Regions from separate parts of the Rattus norvegicus genome. Here region 2 is linked to region 1. The links are chromatin contacts, called in public Hi-C maps. All regions are on one chromosome and are shown on one strand. Each heading gives the region's core, a stretch centred on a gene start, on an enhancer-like site or on the middle of the called end of the contact. The rest is flanking DNA. Distances are from core to core; before and after follow the strand shown.

Evidence for each region. Hi-C and Micro-C count contacts between places; a contact is called where the count stands out from the background.
Region 2: a Hi-C map of kidney shows a contact between it and region 1, with 2.4 times the contacts expected there. The contact joins the promoter of Vps25 here to the promoter of Retreg3 in region 1.

The regions. Positions count from the first base shown.
Region 1 is chr10:86,549,978-86,555,725 of GRCr8, forward strand. Retreg3 (reticulophagy regulator family member 3) reads right to left here and starts at 2,896. Exons shown (of 9, transcript NM_001135804.1): 1 at 2,627-2,896. The coding sequence starts at 2,865. It overlaps Tubg1 (tubulin, gamma 1), which reads left to right and starts at 3,166. Exons shown (of 11, transcript NM_145778.2): 1 at 3,166-3,327; 2 at 3,630-3,742; 3 at 3,950-4,117. The coding sequence starts at 3,279.
Region 2 is chr10:86,694,220-86,699,967 of GRCr8, forward strand. It overlaps Vps25 (vacuolar protein sorting 25 homolog), which reads left to right and starts at 2,168. Exons shown (of 6, transcript NM_001173451.1): 1 at 2,168-2,246; 2 at 2,469-2,614; 3 at 3,377-3,430; 4 at 4,306-4,394; 5 at 5,180-5,255. The coding sequence starts at 2,194.

The DNA.
Region 1 (5,748 bases), core at 1,646-4,145:
GGTCACCCTAATTTCTCTAGAGCCTGGGAGGGGACACCCTGGAAATACATGGTGGCACCACACTACTACAAGGATTTCTTCACAGGTACAGGCAGAACTACACCAGAGAATGCACAACACTAAAAGCACTAGGTGCCCTGAATCTGGAGGACTTTCGGAGTGAGTGTGAGTGAGTGAATGTGTGTGTGTGTGAGAGAGAGAGAGAGAGAGAGAGAGAGAGAGAGAGAGAGAGTGTGTGTGTGTGTGTGTGTGTGTGTGTAAGGCAGAGGACAGCTTACAGGAGCTGGGTTGAGGCATCAGGTTTGGAGGTGGATTCCATTACCCTAAGTGGACTCTAGCCCTGAGATGACTTGGTGACTTTTTTGTACTAATCTTCTGACACATCAAAAACCACCTAACGAGAAGTATTTCAGATTTGTTGTTTCTGACCCAACTTAACGACACTTCTTTAAAATGCTGAAAATCCAAACAGTCATTCTTTACTTCCCTAAGTGAAATGTCAACACTTACAAAGACACTACCAAGGAGTGAACCATGCTTAACCCTCAAACTTCGAAGGAAGTTCACTTCTCCCAAAACAATTCCGAGTGCCAATGTCTGACTATTTAACATCTTGGACCTTAATACTATGTGTGCCCTTCCTAAGGTATGAGTCCCCTCTATAAATGACAAGCTCCATTGTTCTTTAAGTCTTAAACCACCCTCACTTTGGTGGATCTCTCCCCCACCTCCTGTATTGTGGCTACACAGCAGGCAAACTACCAGGAAATGCCAGAGATAAAGATCAGTCACGATTTTTAAGAGATCCAAAGCACAAGCGGGGTTCTGAGAAAGATTCTAAACACAGACTTAGCCTAAGTAAACACTACTGGTACAGCATGGTGGCCAATGTCAATAGTCCCAATCTTCAGGAGCAGGGAGCAGGAAGATCAGAAGTTCAAGGCCTACTACACGGAATGTTCCAGGCCAGCGTAGGGTATATGGAACCAAAAAGTAATACACTGTTGAGGACCAGCAAATACTGTTGCAACTTTAAAATGTGTTCCAGTGCTGAAGAGATGACTCACACTGCTCTTCTGGAAAAGTTCAGTTCCCAGCATCGACACTGGGCCCCTCGCCCGTCTCCAGCACCAGGGGGATCCGATGCCTCGAACCTCCACAGACCTGCAACTCATCTGGTGCACACTTGTGCACATACAATTAAAATAATAAAAACAAATCTTTAAAAAACATGTTTCATCAGCCAGGCATACTGGTGAACTCCTTTAATCCCAGCCCTTGGGAGGCAGAGGCAGTTTGAGGTCAGCCTGATCTACAGAGTGCCAGGCTAGCTAGGGCTATGTAATGAAACCCTAATTCTTTTTAAGAAGGAAGGAAGGGAGGGAGGGAGGGAGGGAGGGAGGGTGGGTGGGTTCAGTCAGAACTGCCTGTGATGTATACCTGAAGTCTGCATTCTAAAAACTGCTTTAATAAACATCGGTTTCTTTTTTCCTGGATGTTCTGCCTGGACAAGCACTACGAACGGGAGAAAGCTGGTATCTGAGGTCAGGAAAGAAGCATTACCAAAAACCGATGACAGTGGCCTGAAGTTCACTGTTGGAACATTTGCCCAGCATACACAAGGTCGCCTGTTCTAGCTCCAGAACTCCAACATACATACATACATACATACATACATACGCACACACACACACTTTTGCTTTTTCAGGTAATTCAAGATAGTCTTATCTCTTTTGGTTGTAGAGGCCTCAGTACACGTGTCAGTTCCCTTGGAATTTGATCAGTATTATGGTTATTAATAAACCCAAACTATGGTTGGTAGACTCGATGAGGGCCAAACCCCACTCCCAGGTGGTTTCATTATTCAATGAATGAAACGCACACTTTAACATAAAGCCACTTGTCCAGCTAAAGGGACTCCACGGTTCTCAGATACCCTCAAACCCCTTGAGCCTTAAACCATGGCTAAGGTCTTCCTAATTTCTTGGGAGAAGAGTTGCAAACCTAAGTGGCTCTGAAACAAATGAAATCTCATCAGCGTTCTGTAATTCTTTTTCTTCTTAATACCATCTACTTTTCTTTCAAGCTGAAACTCCATACCGACTTCACCAACTTGACTGGGTGAGACAGTATCTAACATGCTAATCCATGATAACCGGCTCAAGCTTGTTTTCCTCCTACACCCCTGGGTACCATTTTTCAAGTCCTGCTGCCTCTCTTCCCACCCTAAGTTAAAATCTCTGGGAATCACACTGGGACAAGCAAGAGAAACGGAGGAAATAAGTCTCAAAGTGAAATCGCTTTCTCTAGCTAACAAGAGGCACTCTGGCTTACTGCGAGCGACTTGGGATGTTACCAGAAGCTCGTGGAGAGTGTCCGGGGCGAGAGTGGGGGCGCGGGGAAAGCGGGGAAGACCGGGGAAGATCGGGAAGGCACTGCGAGCACCCGGGGTGCCAAAGCCTGGAGGCGGACGTGATGTAGGGGAAAGTGAAGCATCATAAGGCAAGTTTAAGAAGCAGTCAGGGCAGCGAAAGAAAACAGGGCAGGGCAGGTGAGAGATAGATCCCCCCAGAGCAACCTGATGAATTCCCGCCTAGTAGGGTCAGCGAGGGTCCAGGTCTCTCACCAGAACGCCGCGTTCAGCCCCAGGCACCACAGGGCGCTCCTGGCCGGCCGCTCCCACACCAGGGCTGCCTGAACCCGGCTCAGCAGAGGCTCGTAAGGCCCCAGCACCTCTACCAGGGCTCGCTGCGCCGCCTCAACCTGCTGGTCGCGCTCCCAGGAGCCGGACATAGCTCGGCGGCCCCTGAAAGCCAACCCCGAAGATGGACCCGGGGCCGCGGCCACCCCTTCAGCCTCCTCCATCTCCCCTCCAGCAGCCACAACATCCGGGGCCACGGCCCGGCAGTCACAATAACACCAACTGCGCAGAAGCGCGATTTAGCTGCGGCCGGGAGGGGAAGGAGAGGGAGTTGCTAAGCCTGTTCGTCCCACGCGCGCGTGCGCATAAACTCCTGTGCGCATTCTCCGGACGGAAGAGAATGTTGCGTCAAAATACGTTCCGGGCGCTGAGCGCGATTCGGAGCCGCGCACGCGCAACCTGCACTACTGAAGCCCAATGAAGGAGGAAATTCCATCTGCGGAGCTTAGCTCCCATTGGAGCGGGGAAAGATCAGGGGTGGAGCGCATTGCCTAGCGCCTGCGTCTTGCGGGCGAGCGCGCTAGCGGTCGGCGGCGTTGCTGGCGGGAGAGACTGCAACGCCTATGTCTGAGGAGCGATGCCGAGAGAAATCATCACCCTACAGTTGGGCCAGTGCGGCAATCAGAGTGAGCGAACCTCCAGACCCTCTGCCTGCCAGGTTCCTTAGGTGCAGTAGGGCCTCGCAATAAGGTCGTAGATTCGGTCTGTCCTCAGAATCCTAGTTCTCCCCGACAAAGGCGTCCTCCAACCCTGTACCCAACTGCCCAAAGCCTATGAACCTTCCCTTGTCCAGTTGCTGGCCTAGACACTAGGAAGTCCCAAGGATAATCTTGATCCCTAGACTCAGGCGTTCAATCCCCCACTGGCTATTTGGAACCTACCCAGACCCACGTATCCTTTTTCTTCTCCTCCCGCCTCCCTCTCTTAGTTGGGTTCGAGTTCTGGAAACAGCTATGTGCTGAGCATGGCATCAGCCCCGAGGGCATCGTAGAGGAGTTCGCCACCGAGGGCACTGACCGCAAGGACGTCTTTTTCTACCAGGTGCCCCCTCCCCCGAACCCACCCCAGTGACTTGCCAGGTCCCTGGGGACATGAAGGTACTGGTGGCGACCTGGTACTGGGAAAGTCACTGGGCAGATGGGAACAGAATGGCTGTCTTGAGGGAGGGCCTGCCGAAACCAGAGTTGGGGGACTCAGGACTTGACTCATCCTAGCTCCCTGGGCCAATCCTGGCTTTCCCTTTGACAGGCAGACGATGAGCATTACATCCCCCGGGCTGTGCTGCTGGACCTGGAGCCCCGGGTGATCCATTCCATCCTCAACTCCTCCTATGCCAAGCTCTACAACCCAGAGAACATCTACCTGTCCGAGCATGGAGGAGGGGCTGGCAACAACTGGGCCAGCGGATTCTCCCAGGTCATTACTGTTCTCCTGCAGGGCTCTCAACTCCTTGGGTGGGCACAGACCCTGTGGTTTTTCTACAGATGAAACTAGGTCAGAGGAGCATGAGTGCTGAAGCAAGATAGCCTTGGCTTCAGGAGCTAACTGCAAGGCTAAGAACCTATTCTAGCTAGTCCCTTGTTGCAGGCCATTTAAGTACTTTATATGTTAGCTTTGCAAACCTCTGACTAACCCTAGATGTAGGCGCTGTGAGTTTATATTTTATCTACTTTTTCAGACTCAAAAAAACCTGAAACCAAAGATATTTCAGACTTCGCTTAGCAAAACCAAAAATCAATAGGGAAAGCTACATTGATGTTTCTAGTCAATGCACTGTCATCAGACGTCTCACTGCAGAAATATTAGCATATCTGATAGCACATCTCAGACCTCCACCGTTGTATGGGTAGTATTGTTTATTTTGTAGCTTCTAGGAATGTGTTGAACATCACACACTAGACAAACTTACACTGCTGAGCTAGACATCACATCCCCAGCCTTCACGTGGTCTTTTTGTTAAATCCGAATATTTATTTCTTTATTTTGAGAGGGTTTCTCTGCGTAGCCCTGGCTGTCCTGGAACTCACTGTGTAGGCCAGGCTGACCCCAAGCACACAAAGATCCACCTGCCTCTGCCTCCCAGATGCTGAGATTAAAGTGTGCACCATCACTGCCCAGCTGATATGCAGTTTACATTTGTATATACAAAGCTACCTTTCGGAACCAGAAGTATTTTGATTTCTTTTTTTTTTTTTTCTTTTTTCTTTTTTTCGGAGCTGGGGACCAAACCCAGGGCCTTGCGCTTGCTAGGCAAACGCTCTACCACTGAGCTAAATCCCCAATCCCTGATTTCTAAAAATAGCTGGCACCATGAATATTACATGATGGAGTGTGGACCTCTGTTTACCTTTATTTTATAAATGAGGAAACTGAAATAGATCCCTCTTCCTGAAGTCACATGACTAGGTGACTTCAATTGGTAGAAAGAATGCTTTTCTAGGATGTATGAAGCCGCGGCTTCAGTCCTTAACACTGCATAAAACTGGGCAGCCTGGGGGCTGGGGATTTAGCTCAGTGGTAGAGCGCTTGCCTAGGAAGCGCAAGGCCCTGGGTTCGGTCCCCAGCTCCGAAAAAAAGAACAAAAAAAAAAAAAAAAAAAAAAACTGGGCAGCCTGATACTTACTGGAGGTGAAGCAGAAGAGCCAGTATGTGAGGGTTATCCTCAGCTAAACAGAGAATTAGATGCCAGCCTTGGCTACATGAAACTCTGTCTCCCAAAAAAAAAAAAAGAGAGAGAGAGAGAGAGAGAGAGAGAGAGAGAAAGAAAGTAGAGCCCTTGCTAGCATAAGCAAGGTCCTACCCGGGCTCCAGCAGTTCAAACCTGAGTGTGAACAGATCAGCTTGGTTGGGTTGTAAATTACTTGCCTGTAACCACTGTTGTAGTACCTCTCAGTGCAAAGCAAGGCAGCTATGATGCATGTAAGACTCAAGGGCAGAGGGCTGGACAGACAGCTCAGCAGTTTAGAGCACAGAGGTCCTGAGTTCAATTCCTAGCAACCACATGGTTTCTTACAACCATCTGTAATGGGATCTGATGCCCTCTTCTG
Region 2 (5,748 bases), core at 918-3,417, 140 kb after region 1:
GAAACAAAGAAGAAAAGAAACAAAGAAGAAAAGAAACAAAGTGATGGGGCTGGAGAGATGGCTCAGCGTTAAGAGCACCCGACTGCTCTTCCAGAGGTCCTGAGTTCAATTCCCAGCAACCACATGGTGGCTCACAACCATCTGTAAAAGAGATCTGATGCCCTCTTCTGGTGTATCTGAAGACAGCTACAGTGTACTTATATATAATAAATGAATAAATCTTAAAAAAAAAAGAAAGAAAGAAACAAAGTGATGTATAACATGAGGTTACAATGAGACAAGTCATTATGCCCCACAGAGAATCAAAAAGGGGATGGGGGAAGAAAAAGCAGGCGAATGTAGAAATATTATTTGGGGATTATTTCTGCCCTGAACTACACTATGAACCCATAGAATGTATAAGAGTTTTTAAAATGTATTGAAAAGAAGATAGTTGAGGTTTGACTTTAGGTAAATACTCACCTTTGAAGAATGTGAGAGAGCCAGGCAGTGGTGGCTCTCACCCCTTTAAACACCAGCACTCAGGAAGTGGAGGCAAGCAGATCTTGGAGTTCACTGCTAACCTGGTCTACAGAGGGAGTTCCGGGATAGCCAGGGTTACACAGAGAAACCCTGTCTTGAAAAGCAAAACAAAGCAAAAACATAAGAATGAGAGAAAACTAGGTGTGGTGGAACACACTTATAAACCCATCACTGGGAAAATTGAGACAGAAGAATAAGAATTCAAGGCCAGTCTGGTCACCCAATAGGACCTCATGTTTTTTTCTTTGTTTGTGGTTTTTTTGTTTTTTTGTTTTTTTTTTTTTTTTAAGACCACAGACACGTCACACATATATAATCTCAGTTCTCAGAAGGTTGAGACAGTAGAATTAAAGGTTGAGCCCTGGGATTAAAAGCATGCTCAACTAACATTGCTTTTAAATAGGAATAAACTGAGCTACAAAGAAAGGGAGAGAGGCATGAAGACAGTGATGTCCTGAAGAAAATGGAAATAGAGGCATAAGTGATGGCAATGTGTTACAAAGTCTTTTTCTTTTCTTTTTTTCGGAGCTGGGGACCGAACCCAGGGCTTTGCTAGGCAAGCGCTCTACTACTGAGCTAAATCCCCAACCCCGTTACAAAGTCTTATAAAGGAAGAATGACGCTTCTGAGTCCAAAGAAAAGGGAAGGATAATGGGAAGGAACTTTGCAGCTATGAATTAAACATCCTGACAGAGAGATTAAGGGAGTCTCATAATCATTCTGCAGGGAGCAGAAAGATAGACACAGACAGACTATCTTGAATGAGGATAACAGGGAACCAATGAAAACAGCCCAGTTTTCCCTTACTCTTTAAAGGTGAGCATTTCCTAGCAGCACAAGGTCAGCCTTCTTTTCAATACACCTTTTGTTTAGCGCTCTCATCCCTCAAATGGGTTCATATTGCAGGTCATGTCAGAAGACTCCCAAACTTGTATTTCTAGATCCAACAACGCTCCCCTGAGAGTCCAGTAGTGAGATTAGTCAGCGAGTCTGGGTCTCAGTAAACATGTGCTGGTCTTCAGCAATTTTCCATAGCTCAGCAGTGGAAGTACTCAGGAGAATGGAAACAGTAGTTCTGGTTTGCGAACTGACCGGTAGTTTAGGCAGGCAAAGAGACAGACAAAGGCTGGGTATGAGTCAGATGAAGCCAAAGGGATTCCAAATCTGGGGTCTAGAAAGGTGAGGTTGTGGGAGAGGTTAAGAACTAAATGTTAGTTTTGATTCTTTGGGAAAAAAACCCAAAAGTTTTGATCCTTTGAAAATCACGTATAGTGATGCAAACCACACAATAGGCTCCTGTGGTTCTACAGGAGTGAGGCCAATCTGGGTGGGAATGCAGGAGATTTCGGAATCGTGAGTTTAAACTGATAATTGACAGGAAGGTAAAGAAGCCTCCAGATGTGGATTCTACTTGCATTCGGCTGATCTCGCAGTTTGCATTAGTCACTATTTTTTCCTTTGTTTAACCAAAAGACCCCAGAGCTCTTTCTGCGTTTCATGGTGAAGTTTTTCTTTAGACAGCAGCAGATTGACTAGTGACAAGGACCACTCTCATCCTGCTGTGCTCCTCCCGAGAAGAGTCCGGAACCTTTCTGCTGTGCTGGCGGCCCGGACATGCTGAGGCGGAGACCGGAAACCCCTTGTCGGTTCCGGGTTTTGTGGGCTACTACGATGGCGATGAGTTTCGAGTGGCCGTGGCAGTACCGCTTCCCGCCCTTCTTTACGTGAGGCTCAGACCCTGAGAAGCTCAGTGTAGCTCCCTCCCCATCCCCGGGGCCCAGGGCTCATCCTTGATGATTCTCTTGGGGTTCCGGGGGAGAAAGGAGCCGCCGGCCGTCTTCCGTCCAACCAGCCCATCACTTTCTTCCCTAATGTGCTGCTGGGCTGGTGCTGCTTCCGTCGTTTTACACTCTCTAATTCTGCGTCCCACTCCCTTCACCCGGCAGGTTACAGCCGAACGTGGACACCCGGCAGAAGCAGCTGGCCGCCTGGTGCTCTCTGGTTCTGTCCTTCTGCCGCCTGCACAAACAGTCCAGCATGACGGTGATGGAAGCCCAGGAGAGCCCGCTCTTCAACAACGTCAAGCTACAGCGTATCCTCCCTCAGGCTCTTCCATAGCCCACACACACTCCCACACTTTTCTACATGCCCGGACTGCATCTCCCCTCCTCCCTTTACCCACAGTAGGCAGGTTTCTATTCAAACTGGACTTGGGAAAGAGCTATAATACATGGCAGACAATCATTTTTATATGCACTCTTGCAAACAGTACCCCCCAACCCCACCCTAGTCAATGAGGCTGGGGTCTTTTAAGTCAAGTCCCATGCTTTACAAACTCGACCCTTTAAAACTATTTGAGTCTCCTTTCTGTGAGGCTCAAATCCCAAACCATCTTTAATAACCTTGTGCACTCAACCCCACCTCTCCCAGGAAGTGAGGGTCATTTATTTTTGCAGTCTGATTCATAGGTAAAATTTGTGGAGAAAAGGGCAGAGAGTGAAGGAAAGGGTAACACCCTTTATTTTCTAAAACTCTTGTTCTTTTTTGAGACCTGATCTCTATAGCCCAGCCCATCCTTGGGCTGGTGATTCTCCTCTGTCCATCCCATAAGAGCTGGTATTACAGGCCTATGGCACCATACTTTGCTAGAACTCTTAGTTCTTTTTACCCTCCTTTCCAGAATACTGAGGAAATGCAAACTTCTATCTTCTTCAAGAATTGCATGTATGTATAGCAGGGAAAGGAGGGGCCTAGATGACTCTTCATCATGAGCCTAACTCTGAAAAATTTTTTTTTTGAAATTTTTTTATTTAACCCAATTCACATGTAGCCCATCCCCTTAACCTTAAACCAGGGAAACTTCCTGTGGAGTCGATTCAGATTGTATTAGAAGAACTGAGGAAGAAAGGTGGGTTCAGTTCCTCAGAGACCTGTCTTTTTTTTTTAAACACTATTTTTTTAATTAATTTATTTATTTTTAATATATATGAGTACACTGTGGCTGTCTTAGACACACCAGAAGAGGGCATTGGATCTCATTACAGATGGTTGTGAGCCACCATATGGTTGCTGGGATTTGAAGTCAGGACCTCTGGAAGAGCAGTCAGTGCTCTTAACCACTGAGCTACCTCTCTAGCCCAACACTATTTTTTTTTTTTTTTTTTTGGTTCTTTTTTTCGGAGCTGGGGACCGAACCCAGGGCCTTGCGCTTCCTAGGCAAGCGCTCTACCACTGAGCTAAATCCCCAACCCCCCAACACTATTTTTTAAATGTGCAGTGGTATTGGCCTTCATATATATCTGTATGAAGGTGTCAGATCTCTTGGAACTAGAGTTACAGTTGTGAGCTGACACATGAGTGCTGGGATGTGAAGCCAGGTTGTCTGGAAAAACAGTGTCCTTAACCACTGGGCCATCTATCCAGCTCTTTCCCTCCCCCACCCCCATTTTTTTCTTCCTACTTGGGTTTTTTTCTGAGGTTACAGCAGGGCAACTCTCCATTTAATGACTTGTTTTGTGTGTTTCCCCCAGCTTGAAACCCCAAGTATTCTGAGATGTGAGATGGCCCAGTTATTACCCACTTCCTTAGTATACAAAATTAAAATCCCTCTGTGGCCTAAGAAAGATAGACTAAGGAGAACAGGATGCCATATAAATAAGAATGGTAAAATAAATATGGTATCTCTTGTTCTGAAAGCAGAGTCTTGTCCACCCTGTCCAATGTTGGCATTTGCCTCTGTGCCTTTTGAAGAGCATGATTCCTTCATAGGTATCTGTTTTGCAGGGAACCTCGAGTGGTTGGATAAGAATAAGTCTAGCTTCCTGATCATGTGGCGGAGGCCAGAAGAATGGGGGAAACTCATTTATCAATGGGTGAGGCCGCCCTGCTAAACACTGAGCAATGACCCATGGCAATGAAGAATTGTTACCTGTGCCCAACAGAGAGCGGGCGTTCTTAGATGCTGACCTGGCAAAGTGGGGAGTGGGTGAGAGGGGAAGCATGGGCCCCGCTGGCAACGGCAACCGTCCTTCAGTGACGCAATGTCTCTCCTGCACAGAATCTCTCTTTCTTTGCCTGTAGGAGGCCAGAGGCTGCGTGAGGCCATGTTTGGAGAATGCAATACTGGGAACCATGAGTGCTATTGTTGGCCGGAGCCTCTGGCCACAGGAGATAAATGGGGAAAGGAAGGGAGGGAAAAAAAAAAAAAAACCTGGGTTCCCTCTCCCACTGTGCGCTCATGGCGTTGTCCACATGAATGAGACCTTCTGAACCAGTGTGGGTGTGACGACAGAATACTCTGTCCCTCAAATTCCTACTTACCACCAGCTCCAAACATTCCCAAGAGAGGAGGAGGGGAGGAAGCATCAGCGGCCTAAATATAACAAATACACACCACCCATTCCTGAACAGAAAATAACCAGAGTGAGAGGTCACTTTGGAGACACGTGAAAGGCTGTGGTTTGGTGGTTCTGAATGTGTCTGCACACATACGGATATAGCGCCTGTAGGGTTTATGGGCCTAGGACCCAGCAGAGGGGACAGTCCTGATTTGGGTACAGGCACCATTCCTGGAGAAGAAAAACAGGTAGAGCTGAAGGTCACCCTCTCCCAGGAGACTCTTGGTCCTTGCTCAGCCCTCATTTCTTTGTGCCCCCAGGTTTCCAGGAGTGGCCAGAATAACTCTGTGTTCACCCTGTATGAACTGACCAGTGGGGAAGACACAGAGGAGGAAGGTAATGCCTTTTTCTTCTTCCAGTTCTCTCATCAGAACCCTCTTTTTCTCCAGTGTCTTATTTATTAAAGATAGGGTTTCTCTGTGTAGCCCTGGCTGTTCTGAAACTTGCTGTGTAGACCAGGCAGGCCCTGCTGGCAACCATCCTTCAGTGATCTGCCTGCCTCTGCCTCCCAAGTTCTGGGATGAAAGTGCCACCACCTCCCAACCAGTATCGGATTAAGGCACCTTCAGACTAACCATTTCTGTCTCGGAATTCCATAGTGCAAAAGTTCTAAGGTTTGTTTTTTTGTTTTGTTTTGTTTTTGTTTTATTTTAAGATTTTTTTTTTTATGTTATGTGTGTGTTTACCTGGATGTCTGTATATGCACCACATATATGCCTGGTGCCTATCCATAGGGGCCAGAAGGGGTCATTGAGGGGTTCCCTTAGAACTGTCATGAGCTGTCATGTAGGTGCTGAGAACCGAACCCTTTACCTGTGTAAGAGCAGCA